Regions from separate parts of the Danio rerio genome. Here region 1 is linked to region 2. A link is a contact called in public HiCAR-type data. All regions are on one chromosome and are shown on one strand. The core of a region is the stretch at or near the end of the contact, and the rest is flanking DNA. Distances in the headings are between cores, read along the strand shown.

Region 1 (4,766 bases), core at 1,278-3,777, 150 kb before region 2:
ATGAATTTGTTTGGATTAGCTACTTTCCTGACAATGAGTAATAAGTAAATATATAATTATGTTTTCTCATGAAATCGGGCTGCAGTATAAGCCTAAAATCCATCTGACATGACGTGTTGTGGCCATTCATAGATAACAATGGGTCAGCATGCAGGAATATATTATTTTATTATTATTATTATTATTTTATACTTATATATATACTATCCATTCCACACTTGTATACATATATACATAGATACATAAAAATATTGAATTAACCTGGTCAAGAAAATAAATAAATTAGTAGATTAAGTATAAAATAAAATAAAAGTTTGCCAAACATACTTTTATTATTTATTTATGCAGCAACCTTGCATCTGGGATGCTTCACAAAGAACCAACTGAAAGTCTTGCATGGTTAGATTTTTTTTAATGAATTCTTTTGCCTTGTAAACCAATAAAAAAAAAAACATTAAGGGATAAGCTTCTATATTCCCAAAATCATTCCACATAAATCTGCAGATTTTTAATAATAAAATGTTGCACATAAGTAACCAAAAAGTCTGCTCATGACTTATAGCATCATGTTTTCAAAAAGTCTGCTCATGACTTATAGCATCATGTTTTTAAAAGCTTACGAAAAATAATGCTTATAAAGTATGAGTATTTGTCGTGCTTATTTGATTCTCAGTTATGTTAACAATAAACATTATTCCTGCCAAAAATGTATCCAAAGCAACGTCTGCGGTCTTATTCGAAAATAAAACTTTAACAGTGGCAGTCAGCAACACTAATATAAGGCTTGAATGATCCTGAATTGTATCGACCCATCATGAGGACAAGAAATCGAAAGTCAGCATTCCTGAGCAAAATCTCAGCATTCTTACCATTAACTGTGCATATTCTGTGTGAATGTGTTAGTAGTCACGTTTGACTCAATGTGTTGTGAGGCGTGCAAGCCAGAAGATAAAATTGTGTAATGCCCCAGCACTACATGAGTTTTTCAATTTGTTTGGCTTGATTCATGTGTTCGGATGGGCTGGATTAAGCCATTCAGGTCACCATAATGAATTCTGGGTTGTATTCGGAAGAGCAGTGATTTTTCCTTTGAAACAGGGTTTGAAAGCAGGATGCTATTGATTAGCCGAGAGCTTTTTTACCACTGGCTTTTTTTTTTTGTTGTTGTTGGAAAGGCAGGAAACAAGCTGTATTTTTAACTACAAAAACGCATTGTTCTTGGGCTACTTTTGTTCTGGGATTAAAAAAACTAGTATTTTTAAATATTTAAGCGTGTTTGGAGTACAAAGTGTATGTAATTGTCTGTGGAGCTTTGCTTTCAGGACATTTCTTGTAATTTAGCTGAATAATTTTTCCCTGCTTCTCATCGTAATTTCCTATGACGGTGATTGTGATTCACAGCGTTAAAGCCTGGAGCTGTTTGATATGATGGCCATCTGGAATGACAAGGAGAAATGATCTCAAAAGTGCACTGGATTGCTCAGTTCTGCTTTATTTCCACTGAAATGCTTTCAGGATCATATAATAAAGCATTTAAAGGGATAGTTCACCCAAAAATTTTAATCGACTCAGTGTTTACTCAGTATTTACTCACCCTCAAGTGTTCCCAAATGAGTTTCTTTCTTCTGTCGAACACGAAAGAAGATAGCTGAAAGAGAGAAGAAAGCTGAAAACCATAGTGGGAAAAACAAAAGCAAGGAAGTCAATGGTTACAGGTTTCCAACATTTTTCGAAGTATCTTCTTTTGTGTTTAACAGAAGAAAGAATCTCAAAAATGTTTAACAACAAGTAAAGGGTGAGTAAATGCTGACAGAACTTTCATTTTTGGATGAACTATCCCTTTAAATTAGAGCTATCAGTTGTTTGCCATTGCATTGTATTGTTATTAGTCCACTACAAATCATTTTTAATTGAGAAAAGCACCCAAATCTGATTAATCACCACATGAAAACATTGAATAGTCATACAAAAAGAGACTCTTGCTGGCCCAGTACTGGCATGAATCTACAGTTCACATTCATTCATCCTGTTAAAACATCCGGAGATCTTTTGTGGTACTAAATGAAGTGAACGCACGTGTGGTGGTGCATATTGAGGTTCAAGTGTCTTTTGATCCGGTGGCATCAGTGTCTTTTGTGCGCGGTGTGTCTGCCCTTCTGTCATGCTCATAAAGTTGTAATTAACAGTTTTCAAAAGGCCTCTCATTCTTTTTTTTCCACTAATTACTGTTTTGCTGGCAGTCCCTGGAGTGAAGGGGAGAGTCCTCAGAAACTGGCAAAATAATATAGCGTCTTTCGTTCGACAGAAGCCAGAAGGAAACAAACAATTAGTCTGACTTGGCGAGATGAAGGTGGGTGGCAGAGGGGTTTTTTAGGTGCGTTGACAGCAAAGCAAATGTTAGTTCATCTCCTATTGGCCTGAAATATCACATGGATGGCAGGAAGAGGCAGTGAGAACTGGGTAAGAGTTGTGATTGGGAAATGATCTGAGACTGAAATTTGGGTTGTAAACACAACTGGAACATGTCTGAGCAAGTTCCTCACCACCAATGAAGCCACAAAAAGAGATTTACACCTTTATTGACTGACGTGATCATTATCACACAGGTCTCTGGCAAAAGATTTATTGAATTACAGTAGAAGTGGTACCAGAGAATGAATGAAAACATTAATGAATGAAAGAAAGAAATAATACATTTAATTACTTACTGAAATGTAAATAATTTAGGCTTATGATGATTAATTACTGAAGCTTTTATTATGGTTTTATCATGATATAGACATAAGCTGCAAAAAAGTACTTTAACAGGCATAATAGCCAAAACTTTTTTGTGTATAGATGTTCATAGTAAATAAATGTTTCAACCAAATTAAATTGCGAAAGTATTTAATAAACAACAATAGATAACACTTTACAATAAAGTCTCATTGTTAAATGTTAGTTAATAAATTATAATCAACAGTGAGAAATGGTGAGTTTTATTACTAACTTAATTTAATAAAAGTATTACAAGTTGATTTTAGCACATTATTAGGTATTTACTAATAAATTAACATCACATAAGATTATTTAAACCTTTTTGAAGTTTTCATTGTGAGTTTATTTAACTATTGGAGCCTTTTTGCACAATTTTAATGTAAAATAGCCCTATAACTAGTCACAGAATGTTAAATTAATATTTCAGCATGTAGCAGGTCAGATTATTTGTCAATTATTATTGGTTATTAAGCAAACCATTTCAGTCTCCATGCATTTGGTGCTCTTATGAACGCCACTGCAAATACAGTCTGAATATTCCTTAAAAAGCACTTTAAAAGTTTAAATAATAAACAATTATTCACTGTATGTTAAAGTGCCCATAATATCAATATTGTGCATATTTATTATCACGATATTGATTAAATGAATATAATCATATCTAAATGGAATATTAACATTTTAATTGCAAATATTTTGTCTTCGGAAATGAATAATTCATTGGAAATTTAATCAATTTTTATATAATGTCTATTAATATCTCTTAACATCTATTTTTAAATAGATGTTTTTATGCATGTATGTACTATAATGTAAATAATATTTGGATTTTAAATATTATAATTTTAAGTAAAATATTATTATTGCATTCAATTATGCAATGTATATTGTAAAAACGAATTGAATATCTTTTTTTTTCATTTGACATCGTTTGTTTGTTTGTGTCCTCTTTTGTGCATTTATCTGCGTGTACCTGATTTTGGCTTTAGGGAGCCAACACCCTTAATTCCTTGAGGTGGACAGGTCTGTACCTGTGGTGAACTGATGTGTGGTGGGAATGGGAACGAAAATAAACCACTGCGGGTCACTTCTAGTTTTTTCATCTCTTGTGTCATCACATAACAGTCATCAGCTGGCTCAGACATGCATATGCTAGAACCATACTGCAACACTCACCTTCACATGCAGACACATACACACTGCTGTGTCATACTGCATACTCACACACTCACTCTTATGCTTAATACTCACACACCCACACACAGGCTGCTTGCAGAGTAACTGCTGCTCACCCGCCACACCCTGTGCCTGCCATAGCAACAGAAACTAGTCTTACCGCTTCGCTTTTCCAACAAATTAGAGATGCACCGAATGGCCAGCCAGAAATCAGAATCGCTTGATTTTTGCTCCAAATGTGCTGTGATTGTTTTAATTTGTCCAATCTCGGTTCCTCACTTGCATACAAATTCCACAGCAATAATTTTACATTATAAAAAAGTGTAAAAACATTAACAGAAGGGATGAATACTGAGCACAAATTAATCAAGAGATGTCATATTCATATTCTATTCATCCTAAATAGTATTAAAAAAGGAATTGGTGTATTCTAAATTTGAGTATATAGCAAATGAATATTCCAAATTCACCCAACTACTTTATTTCCGATCGAAATTAGTTGAAATTACAACTGAAAATACATGTTAGAAAAAATACAAACATTGTGGATCATGGATGTTTTCATTAGGCATGTTTTGAGACCAAAAGTTAATAGTTTACCCCCCAAAAAATAAAAATGACTCAATATATACTCACCCTTAAATGGTTCCAAACACATATGAGTTTCTTTTCTTCAGTTAAACAAAAAAAGAAGATATTTTGAAGAATTTGCTGGAAACTTGTTTCCATTAACAATCATAAAACTAATTCAGTGATTACAGGTTACTTTTTTCAAAATATGTTGTTTTGTTTTCAATAGAAGAAAGCAACTCCAACGGGTTTGGAAAAAAGTG
Region 2 (4,390 bases), core at 1,417-3,916:
TCTGGACATGTCTTCCCTATCAAGTGCCCTTTCTGAACGCCCAGGAAGTGCTCGACAGTATAGGTGCATCCCCTGGGGAGACTCTGCTCTATTTTATTCATTACTTTCTTTCATTTTCACTGAAGAATGAGAAGCTAAAAGAGAGAGTGAAAGAAAAAATGAAACAGACGGTCGGTGTTGACAGGAATAAGAATGAGTGGAGGGCTGATGAATAGAGATGGAGAAAGAAAACAAGAGATCAGAGTGAAGGAGCGTCTGGAGAGGTTCAGGGTTGTGGCTTCAGATTTCAGACTTCAGTCGAGTGGACTTTTGTTGATCCGCTCAGTGACATTTCATCAAGCTTTCATCATTTATACTGTAGTGGAAAAAATACACCTAGGGCGGATGAACATTCATACTAACACTGTAATTATCACTCTTTTGGCTTGCGTATACTTTAATGCATCATTTATATTGTGAAAGACACTGAATGAGGTAGGAAACAAGCAGGATTTCCTAGAAACTTTCTATCATACTGGTCAAGGTTATATGCTTATATTTGAGATCATTTAAGTTGAGGTCAGTTATTCAGTAGTTTGTATTTTTTGATTCATGATGGTTTTACATTCATTTATGCTTTGAATTGCATTAGAGAATGTTAATCTCTGCCCTGACATCTTTTAATGTTAAAAAGTTTAATAAAGTCAGTTGTATTGATGTTTTGTTAGCTTTTTTAATGATACATTATCTAGGTTAGTCAGTAATTTTTCGAGAGGGGTGTGAATGTATTGGTGAGCTGCATGCAATGCCTTTTAATGCGCAGACCTAACCCCACCCCTCACAGTGATATCATTGTGTCTGAATGGATTCTGAACCACACCAAAACTGAGCAATGATCCAGATTTTGCAACTTTAAAATGCTCAATATGCCAAAAAAATGTAACTGGATGTCCCTTAAAGGGATAGTTCACACAAGATTTTCTCACTAGTTACTCATTTAGAAGTGGTTCCAAACTTTTATGAGTTTCTTTATGATGTGGCAGGTCTGAGATATGCAGTCCCAGCTTGCAAAGCCAAGTCTGCATCTAGATATTAGTGAATTTTTCTGTGATATTTACGATGAAGTACTACTAAAATACTTCATACTGTTAAAAATGTTACACTTTCAACATCAAACGTTGTCGGATAGTGATCACGGTACCATAATGCAATTCAGAAGTGTAAATAAATTAAAACAGTTGTAAATCACGGTTTGAATGTCTCGTTAAGTGCTTTGAAATATGCATTTTTATTCGATGTTTGGCATAATATCAAACAAAACACAAAGAAAGGGATATAGTGTAGTGTGTGTATTATCACAGCTCTGCCAGTGAGAGTGGTTGAGCTTAAGTGTATCAAATGAAAACTAAATTAGCAGCATCTTGAAGGGGGCAGAGCATGTCAGATACTTAAGAACATTTGATTGGTTATGATTTGATGAGAAACTGCAGTATGGGTTGACGTGAATAAAACCGTTGATACATTTAGATGGAAGTGACAAACTACAAGCTTTGCATGTTTACGTGGATTTCGTCACTGCTTTAGAGCCCACTAGCTTATAGATATTTTATGAACTAACAATATACTAATACTAGCATCTAATAAACTTTGTTTTAATTTCATGGGACCTTTAATACATGTATTAAATTAAATATATAACTGCTGTATTTAATACATGTCTGTTTTTACTCACCAAGGCTGCGTTTATATTATTAAATGAACTATACATAATTTTTAAAACCTTGACCTTAGTGGCTTGAGGTGATCATCGTATTGTACTTGTTCTCCCATCAAACAACTCTGAATGGTTAATTATTTCCATAAGTCAGTGTTATGTATCATAGTAAAATGTTTATGAATACCACAATATTTTCCAGGTGATCTCTTGCAAGCACATAGCCGTATTATAGAAAAACTCCCTTCCATAGATGTTAAAATCCATAACGCAACAACAAAAAAACCAACAGTACTTTCCAACCAGATGTGGCTTCCCTTTTCAACAGCTGGAATGAGAACTACATCCTTTTCCTCCAAACATTTCTTCAAAGGGAGGGGAGTTATGAAGCACATTATTCAGGCACATGAGAAACAGAGAAGGCCTTGCGGTTTGTTTTGGCGGAGCTGGGATTCCTGGCAAGCTCTCTTGCGGTGGGAAGGTGTCCGGGGACGAACATTGTGGATTATGCAAAGCTAGCTGTGAAACGCAGGTCACAGGAAACACAATTAGATCAAGATAGAGGGTTCAGGATGAGGATTGATGCTTCTGGTCTGGTTCATTATTTGGTCAAATGCTGTTGTCTTTGTATTTACATCTAAGTGTGTGTGCAAAAAAAAAACTCTCATGTGTAAATTATGATAACAAGCTTAGCACAGAAGGGTGTGTGGAAAAGTTTGACAAAGACAATCCTGTTGTGTAGGCGGACAAAAACTGTGAAGTCACTTTTTTCACACTTGAAAGCCATAAACTAAGCCCATTTTACACTTTCTACTGTTTTTTTTCCAATACAGTCATATATAACTGATATTATTAGCATGTTTATCTACAACAACCTGTCAAGACTAGGTTAAAAATATCTGGATATGCTCATCGGAAATGCTTGAGGAAAAAAATTCAGCGCACAATGACTGATCATCATGACTCACTGTAGTTGTCAACGTCCTCATGTTCTTTAACCTTTGAATAGTTCTGAGTGTTATATATGTAAAACTGGTGGTTGGCACATTGAGAAAGTTTAACGGAAGTATATTTTGCAGCCGCTTAATGATTAATCTGTTTGGCGTGAGAGTGTATTCTTGGTAACGAGCAGCTTCAGGTTTCTTTTTCTGACTGAAAACTTGTCAGGATGGCAACAGGTCTTTCATATTTTGCACGCTAATTAGATACAGCTTAGCTCTGGTAATTAACAGCAACTGTAATCTTGCCAGAGAGCTTATGATAGCTTCCTTTATAGTATCCAAAAGCTGCATGCAAACAGAGGTGTCCATCAAAACTGAAACTTTTAAAGGTTATGAGAAGAAACAAGCATACGCTGACTCTCATTGAACTGGATTTGTTTTTTAATAATAAAAAAAGCTGATCTGAAGGATTAGACAGAAAATAAATTGGTAGACCAAAATAAAATCTTGAAGATTATTACTTTAAAAAAATGCTTTACTTTAAAGAACATTTTTAGTTAAAGAATTTACTAAAAGTGCACCGTTTGCTTTCTCAGATATTACCATTTATGTCGTGTGTAATGGAGCTGTTTGTGTATGTAAAAGGTCTGCGGTTTTAAGGATCAAAGTGCAGATAAATGGATTTATTACCTCTCAAAAGAAGCAATTGAGTCGCCAGTAAATTGAGTCTTTCTGCACAAACCAGTTTAGGCTTGTAACAAATGCACATAATGGCAGCCTATAATCGTCATTGGCTGACCTCAAACAATGTCTGTCGTTGTAACTTAGACCTGGAAGAGTTCGGTTTGCACTTCAAAAGTAAATGCGTTGTTCATGTGTAACGGCGGCCAGCTAATAGGTGCTGTGCAGGTAAACCTCACTCCTCTGACGTCTAAAGGTACTCTAGCGACAAATGCTAGAGGCCATGGTCTTTAGCCTCCTTGTTAGAGCAACTGACTCAAATGTGGAAGGTCGCCGGTTCGATACCAGCTTGGAGCGGGTTAGGAGGCGTAGGACTGGCGGGGTTGCATTAGTGCCGTGACCCGAATGGGAGTGAGATTTAGGGGAATGAGTGTAACGGAGGCCAGCTAGTAGGTGCTGTGCAGGTAAACCTCACTCCTCTGACCTCTAAAGGTGCTCTAGCGACGTCTTTTGCCTCCTTGTTAGAGCAACATTCTTATTTGGAAGGTCGCCGGGTTGATACCAGCTCGGGGCGGGTTGTAGGGCGGAGAAGTAGTACTGGCGGGGTTACACATGCACGTCTAAAGGACGAAGACCTGGCGTTGAATTGATATAGTAAAATCAGTGCCATCACTGTTGTAAACACTAAACACCTGTAATCATAAAGTCATGTTGTCTGATATTGTTTTTTGAATGCATAAGAAATCAGTAATGAGAGACAATAATGTTATTTTTGTTTTTCAAAACGTTAAACCCGACTTCAGTGGTAAGCATTTCGAGTCATCTAAAATGTTGATGTTATGTAAATTAATAGCAAAAATTGAAGTTCTCAAGTTTAAGTTGAAATGGGGTTCTATAAAAAGCCCTTGGAAATGGCTATTTTTGGATATGGCATTGGATTTTTACCATGGGCTTCAAGAAATAAACCAATCACAACAGGCTAAACCATCTTGACCAATCAGAGCAAAGTAGGCAAAGTTGGTAGATCCTTGAACAAACCATTTCAGTAATGAGCAGATACTGCAATATATGTTAT

The links. HiCAR-type assays count read pairs that join an accessible place to other places.
Region 1: a contact with region 2 is called in a HiCAR-type map of caudal fin, with 5 times the contacts expected there. The contact joins two enhancer-like sites. A contact is called at or near these places in 5 of 18 Hi-C or Micro-C datasets (caudal fin, embryo and fibroblasts) and 2 of 4 datasets of contacts at active chromatin or transcription factors (caudal fin and embryo).

What each region holds. Positions count from the first base shown.
Region 1 is chr4:12,563,167-12,567,932 of GRCz12tu, reverse strand. The region is part of intron 1 of btbd11a (BTB (POZ) domain containing 11a); the gene reads left to right. Among named protein-coding and RNA genes, the nearest start is that of btbd11a, 15 kb to the left of the region's middle. Within about 2 kb of position 2,527, at least 2 of the 62 cell types and tissues checked have an H3K27ac peak or open chromatin away from gene starts, as enhancers often do. A contact at or near this core is called in caudal fin, where this site is marked.
Region 2 is chr4:12,415,332-12,419,721 of GRCz12tu, reverse strand. The region is part of intron 3 of btbd11a (BTB (POZ) domain containing 11a); the gene reads left to right. Among named protein-coding and RNA genes, the nearest start is that of cyb5r3, 34 kb to the right of the region's middle. Within about 2 kb of position 2,666, at least 5 of the 62 cell types and tissues checked have an H3K27ac peak or open chromatin away from gene starts, as enhancers often do. A contact at or near this core is called in caudal fin, where this site is marked.